Regions from separate parts of the Anas platyrhynchos genome. Here region 2 is linked to region 1. The links are chromatin contacts, called in public Hi-C maps. All regions are on one chromosome and are shown on one strand. Each heading gives the region's core, a stretch centred on a gene start, on an enhancer-like site or on the middle of the called end of the contact. The rest is flanking DNA. Distances are from core to core; before and after follow the strand shown. Region 1 holds the start of MCM4 (minichromosome maintenance complex component 4). Region 2 overlaps UBE2V2 (ubiquitin conjugating enzyme E2 V2).

Evidence for each region. A called contact is a pair of places that touch in the nucleus more often than the background predicts.
Region 2: a contact with region 1 is called in a Hi-C map of liver, with 1.8 times the contacts expected there. The contact joins the enhancer-like site here to the promoter of MCM4 in region 1. A contact is called at or near these places in 2 of 8 Hi-C or Micro-C datasets (liver and skeletal muscle).

Annotation. Positions count from the first base shown.
Region 1 is chr2:46,382,504-46,385,796 of IASCAAS_PekinDuck_T2T, forward strand. MCM4 (minichromosome maintenance complex component 4) reads left to right here and starts at 1,739. Exons shown (of 16, transcript XM_027452109.3): 1 at 1,739-2,168; 2 at 2,283-2,441; 3 at 2,521-2,684; 4 at 2,774-2,872; 5 at 3,006-3,101; 6 at 3,195-3,290. The coding sequence starts at 2,096. PRKDC (protein kinase, DNA-activated, catalytic subunit) reads right to left here and starts at 1,583. Exons shown (of 86, transcript XM_072034678.1): 1 at 1,401-1,583; 2 at 1,232-1,308; 3 at 1,061-1,153; 4 at 820-894; 5 at 42-150. The coding sequence starts at 1,545.
Region 2 is chr2:46,429,187-46,432,689 of IASCAAS_PekinDuck_T2T, forward strand. All of the region lies in intron 1 of UBE2V2 (ubiquitin conjugating enzyme E2 V2), which reads left to right. Among named protein-coding and RNA genes, the nearest start is that of UBE2V2, 15 kb to the left of the region's middle. Within about 2 kb of position 1,460, at least 6 of the 8 cell types and tissues checked have an H3K27ac peak or open chromatin away from gene starts, as enhancers often do.

The DNA of each region.
Region 1 (3,293 bases), core at 489-2,988:
TAAATAAAACAAAGGACACTGACAGAAAAACTAAAACCTACCTGTATCAGAGACTCTACTTCTAACTGCAAGCTCCCCATAAAACTTGTTAAAGATCTCCCCAACTTTCATTTCTTCCATAAGATGGGAATTTCGTAAATTCTGGAGCAACTAGAATAAACAAGAAACAACATTGCTGCTGCACACAGTAACAAGCCTCCTGAAAGAGGCCCTCCTTTGCACCTTTCACACACTGCGTCTAATCTATTTTAACAGGTTACATGAGATATGTTTTTTTTTTTGAATATACAAGAAAAGTGGAAAAATTCTCCTTAAAGAAGCATGATAAAGTGGGTAAGAAAATCTGCAGCTGCCTCCAGAGCAACTGTGCCTTGCAGTATCAGGTGAAGGAATGACACTTTGGCACCTGAGCGACTTACTGTGGGAATGCCAACGACAATCTGTCATTAAGAGCTATCTTTTGTTAAGATCTAATATTACAGTATTAACGATGTCTTGTTATTGTGGGCTACAGATTTCCTACTTGATAAAGCTGGTGCTTATACGCAGATAAAGCTTGTGCTTTTATGTAGAGCTTAGGGATATGGTTTAGTGGGGACTGTTAGTGTTAGGTCAGAGGTTGGACTCGATGATCTTGAGGTCTCTTCCAACCTAGAAATTCTGTGATTCTGTGATATGTATATATGTGTGTGTGTATATATATGTGTGTGTGTATATATATATATATATAATGTATATATATGTATATATATGTATATGTGTATAGCAACACAACAGATTTTTCTAGGGGAAAAAAAGAGATTATAACATGCACTTTACCTTGATCAGCAGCTCCAGAGCCGGGATCTTGCATTTGGCTGCCCTATCCTTTGTATAGACGCTAAGACAAGCTTGCTAGGTAGGGAAGGAAACAGAAGTTATGACACTTGTAAACGCAGACAAACCAAGAGATAACGATGCGTTCACCTACACCTCAGAGCTTCTGCTGCTAACACACTGAGGCCTTTTTAATTAACGGCTGTCCCGTTGGGGAGCAGCCCGTGTGGCAGCGCCCTGTTACCTTGATGCCGCGGGCGTAGGGCTGCGCCCCGCCGCCCAGCTTCTCCATGAAGACGCGCAGGAAGCGCAGCGCCTCCTCCCGGCACTCCCGGAACTGCAACGAGACCGGCATTAGGGCAGCGCTTCACATTTAGGGCAGGACCCCCATAACCCCCCACCCCCCCCCGCCTACCTCCTCGGCGCCCAGCGAGCGGCAGACGAATGCGGGCAGCCCCTGCTCGGCCGACAGCACCAGCGACGCGTGCAGCGCTGCGGGGGGACGGCACAGAGGGGCGGGGGGTCAGGGCTGGGGGCTGGGGGCCGGGCACGGCCTCCCCCCGCCATCCCATAGCCCCCCGTACCCTGCGCGTTGCCGGGCGGGCAGGCGAGGCAGGCCTCGGCCATGGCGCGGAGCAGGCCGCAGGCGCGCAGCGCGGCGCCGGGGGGGTCGGGGTGGCGCAGGCAGGCCTGCAGCTGCTGCAGGGCGCCCGGCACCGGGCCCGCCATGCCGCCCGGCACGCACCAACGCGGTATAGTGGGGGGGGGGGGGAGGGGGTGTCGGGGATGCACGCCCCGCCCGCACTGTGGGGTGCCCCGCCCCCCCCCCCTGCTGGAGGCGGAATGGGCGGGCCCGGCCGCGTTTTGCCGCGAAATTTGGCGGAGAGGGGGTGGGTCCATTGCAGGCTGAAGGGGGAGGCGGGTGGTGTGTGAGGCGTGTGCGGCGTTTCCTACGGCTCGTCAGGATGATGCGCGGCTCGCAGCGTAACAGCATCGCTACGCGCACCCCACCAAACCCACCGCTGTGATCTAACGGGCTGCGTTCCCCCCCAACACTTTCCTTCCCTTCTCGCTCCCCCCCCGCCGTGCCGCCGATGGGACATCCCGCCGCGCCGCGCGCGCCCATTGGGCAGAAAGCGCGCGAGACGGGCAGCACGTGACTCGGCCGGCGCGGGACCCCGGCGGGCTCGCGGGGGGGAAGCGGCGCTGAGGGGTTGGGGGGCGGCCGCCGCCATTTTGAGCCGGGGACCCCGCGGCGGGCCGCCGTGTCGCCACAGCCATGTCGTCGCCCGCCTCCACGCCCAGCCGCCGCCGCGGCGGCAAGCGCGGCCGGAGCAGCAACCCCGCCACCCGTGAGTGCGCTGCGGAGGGAAGGGGAGCGGGGAGGATGATGAGGAGGGGGGGGGTTGCTGTCGGTTTAACGGCGTTTAACGGTGCTTAACGGTTTAACGGCCGCTCTGTCGCAGCGCAATCCGCCCGCTCGCCGCCGTCGCAGAGGCGCCGCCCGGATGACTCGGCCTCCCCCGGGGACCTGCAGCCGCTGCCCACCTCGCCGCCCGCCGACGCCCGCAGCCCCGGCGCCGCCGACGCGCTCTTCTCCAGCCCGCCGCAGTTCCGGCACTCGGGTACCCGCAGAGCTTTCGGCGCGGCTCTGTCGCGACATGGCTCCGCGACGGGGCTGACCGAGCCCTTTTCTCTCCGCAGCCATCCCTCTCGACTTCGACATCAGCTCCCCGCTGACGTACGGCACCCCCAGCTCGCGGGTGGAGGGCACCCCGCGCAGCGGCGCCCGCGGCACCCCGCTGAGGCAGCGGCCGGACCTGGGCTCGGCCCGCAAAGCCAGACAAGTCGACCTGCACTCGGATGGGGTAAGCCATCGCCTCACGCTTTCTATCCAAACTGCTTCTTTTTAGCCCAGCTGCCCGTATTTCCACTTGCTTCCTTTATTTCCCTGCAGCCGGCTGAGGATTTGGTAGCCAGTGAGCAATCCCTGGGGCAGAAGCTGGTTATCTGGGGGACCGATGTGAATGTAACCGCCTGCAAGGAGAAATTCCAGGTAGGCAAACAGCTCCTCCTCCTCCTTTTCCGATTGAAAAGCTAATTTTTTTCACACGCGTTAAATTTCATACAAAATAGAGGCATGTACTACTCAATTTCACACATCTTTCCCTGCCACCTTGGGTATCCAGAGGTTTCTTCAGCGTTTCATTGATCCGCTGGCTAAAGAGGATGAAGACATCGGCTTGGATCTTAATGAGCCGCGCTACATGCAGCGCCTTGAAGAGGTACTTGTAACGTAGCAAAATGTAGCTTTCTTCTTTTTTTTCTTTTGGCATTACCTGCTATTGAGCTAAGTTTTCTCTTCAAATATTTTGCAGATTAATATGGTCGGGGAACCATTTCTGAATGTAAATTGTGACCATCTAAGAGCATTTGATGAAAATCTTTACAGACAACTGATCTGCTATCCTCAGGTG
Region 2 (3,503 bases), core at 210-2,709, 46 kb after region 1:
CAGTTGCTGCTCCTTATTCCAGGAGAGGCACTGGGGAGCTGCTAGCTGAAGAACAAGGGAGCTGCTGTTGCTGAGGAGCTGCACAGTTGGCAGACTTGAGCAGAGGATGTTTTGTTGCCCAGAATCTGGAAATGAAATATTGATCCTTACTCTGTTTCCTTCAAGGAGTACTTCAAAGTCCTTAACAAATATTTGATGATCTGTTTTGTCTGGATTAGAGACAAAACTGTATGTTGCATATGCCCTATTAATATATAATGTAGATTGTGCCCTATGTGAAATAGTGAGTCAATAATTCTTTTCCTATATATTAGGTGCAAGCTTAATAGCAGAAAGATCCAGGCCATCATTACCTAATTTTCTAAATAGAAGTTCTTGCTGTTGTTTTACTGGAAAGAGGGTTCAATGTCACATGTATATCCTGTTCTTCCAGCTACCTAGATTTATTTTAAGGAGTATAGCTTGTGTGGGTGCATGAGTGTACTACGAATGGAAGTAGCATTTAATTCCAATTCAGTTTGCTGGTAGTTCTTAAGACTGTCATTATAAAGGTAAGGTGGTTGGTGGTGGCTTTTTTTTAATCCATTGTGTTCATTTTTAGAGTATTCTGGGTCACTTTTAAGAAATCTATCAACAGTGGTTTTCTAATAAAATACTGAGTAGTGATGTCAGTAGAAATTTGCACCCCAGGGGGACAAGCCACTAATCATATATGAAAGGAAGAAAAAAAAAAGCAGTTTAGTGGCTTTTTTTTTTTTTTTTTTGCAAGCCAGGAATAGTGACCTGTTAATCTGTTGTTGTAAAAAAGCTCTGGTAGACGTCCATAATGAAGCTGTGCACAGGGTGGAAATATGGGGAAGGGGTTGATTTTTGAATCTTAAATATAAGATTGCATGAGGTGAAATATTTTGTGCGTATATGATGAATGTGTAAATAAAGGACTAAAATAAGTCTGCAAAATTAAATGAAGTGTCTTAAATATGGGAATGTTCTTAGGAAATAGCGGCTTCATTTTACACAATTTTTTATACAGTCCTTTCTGGCATCTCCAACCCAAATGTTGTAGGACTGCATAACTTTCTGAAAGGGAATGTGTTTGAGTGACTCCTTGGTCCAGTTTTAGTTAAGAATTTGTAATGTGCTTTTTTGGGAGGGGCGTTAATGGTTTTGAATCTCAATAGGTGTGTAGTTGTGTAAAAGTAGGTATTTTGAGTCTTATTTTTAATCCAGAGCGATGTTTTGCTCCCTAGCCCTAGCACCAAGAGGAACGTTAGTGTGGGGAGCTTGGTACTTGCTGTTCAGATCCTTTCATCTTTTTTTCAGAGCGGATCTGAATTATTTACTGGAAGTAAAAAAAAAAAAAAAAAATCTGGGAGTTTTCCCAAGTCCTTCACTGCTCCCTGTGGGCAGTTAGGGGAACTGGTGAGCACAGACAACGTAGTGGAAAAAATCGTGATGGCCATGGGACAGTTAGTCATAGCGGGTTGTTATTTTCTAGTAACTGTCGTCTCCCACAGATATTGGTCTGATGAGTGCAATTTTATGCTACAATTGAGCCAGTCCAGTGGCTTTTTGCACCAAAAGTTCCCTCATCTCCACAGCCAGGGTTTTGCAGAGGCAGGCACTGGAAGATGCAGCAGTCAGTGTTGGCCTCTGTTGATCCTGCTTCTGGAGTCAATTCAGTTGAGTACCTGGGTGGATGTGATTTTACTTCAAGGAAGAAGAACTTTCTGGTAAATGAGGCTGCCAGTCGGGCTGGTCGAGGAGCCCAGATAGCTCAGAAGCACCTGAGGTTGGGGTGAGTGCTGATAGCAAGTGCTTGGAAATAAACCCAGGGCCTGTCTGCCACCTTCTGCTATGTGCTGCTGCAGGAGGCGAGCCATAAAGCACGTGTTTGGCAGTCAGAGCAAGGCTTCTGAGGAGAACTGGAGAAGTGTGGGATGATGATCAGATGCTGAAGTATGTGGTTGTGTCTGGGGGAAGGAGGAGTGGGGCACAGGGCTTGGGTTTGGGAGACTCTGTGTGTCCATCAAAAACTCTTCAGCTGTGTGCTGCAAAGCGTAAGTCTAGTATAAGTTTACCCTGCTGCCTGTTTTTATTATATTTTTTTAAAAGGTTAGCATAAACCTTTTACTGGCAGACTGCAGTCCAGGGCATATAGGAATCAGCAGCAAAATAAAACCTTTGTACCCTATTTAACGTAACAGAAGTGTGATTGTCTGTGCTCATACCTAGTCTGAATTAGACAGGTAGATGCACAGATCTAATGTTAGTAAGTCAGGACGGGACCAGAGGAATGAACAGATGCATTTCAATGAAGCTTGTCTAAAAGGATCTATGCTGAAGTATAAATGGTCTGCTCCTTGATCCCTGTTGTGTTAGTACTTTCAGGTAATTATATGTGAACTCTGTGAAAATAAGTTTCCAGAGTAGTTGAACTTGCTTAAAATGTTGTTTTACATCCTGAGTTTTTGCTGCCGTGGCCTCACACATGCTGGTACTTGTCTGAGCTCTCTGTGAGCTGGGTCATTTTGTCAAGCTGTCAGGAGCTGAACCGAAACGTGGAATTTTCTGCTCGGTTAGCAAGCTGACGTAGCTCCTAATGGGTTTAGGTGAGTGGTACTAGCAAAGACAGAAGGGAGGTGAGGCCATACATGAGTGACTTAAATTCCTTACACTGTTCTGATGCTGTACTCGTAATGACTTCTTCTGGGCATTTGGAGAACTTGGATATTTGTTGCTGTCATTTTTAGGAGACTCTCCCTGGTCTGTGCGTAGAAAAAAGTTATGCAAAATAAGCTATTTGAGTAGTTCCTGAAGGATATGTTTGTCTATGCTGGTTCCTATGTGTACATATTGATTAAATGAACATATTGTATACTTTTGGTCTTAATTTTTTGGATAGGCCACTTGGAATACGGACTAAGATTAGTGTCAAACCTGAAATCCCAGCAACTAAATAACTGATGTGCAGAAGAATTGCCTTTGCTCCCCCCGTCTTTTTCAGACTAATGTAGAATGTATTCCTTACTAAGAACTTTGTCTGTACCTAGTCTCAAAAGTTTTATTTCTATGAAGGACCTGGTTTCTTCCAGTACAAAACAAGTTCCCTATTAAAAAACAAAACAACAACAACAAAAAAAACCACAACAGCTTTGGAAGCTCTATAGCTATAAGTATCTATTAGAAGATATATAAGAAAAAAAAAGTTACGAATCATTATTAAAAGAAGGTTGAAGATTTATTGTACTATTGCTACTACATACTGTGTGTTTGAAAATAAAAGCATGCCATGACTGCAAGCACAAGTGTTAATTAGCTTCGTTCAGTACATGAGTGCTGAAATATCATTTTAGCTTCAGTGATGTAAAGCAATTAAACTTCTACTTGTTTAATATCTAGCAATATCTGTCAGTCCTCAAGTATAATCATCAAAATCCAGTAATTATAGTTCCGTAAGTGAATATTACTTGGCTGTCTTTAGAGGCAGTACATCTTCATAT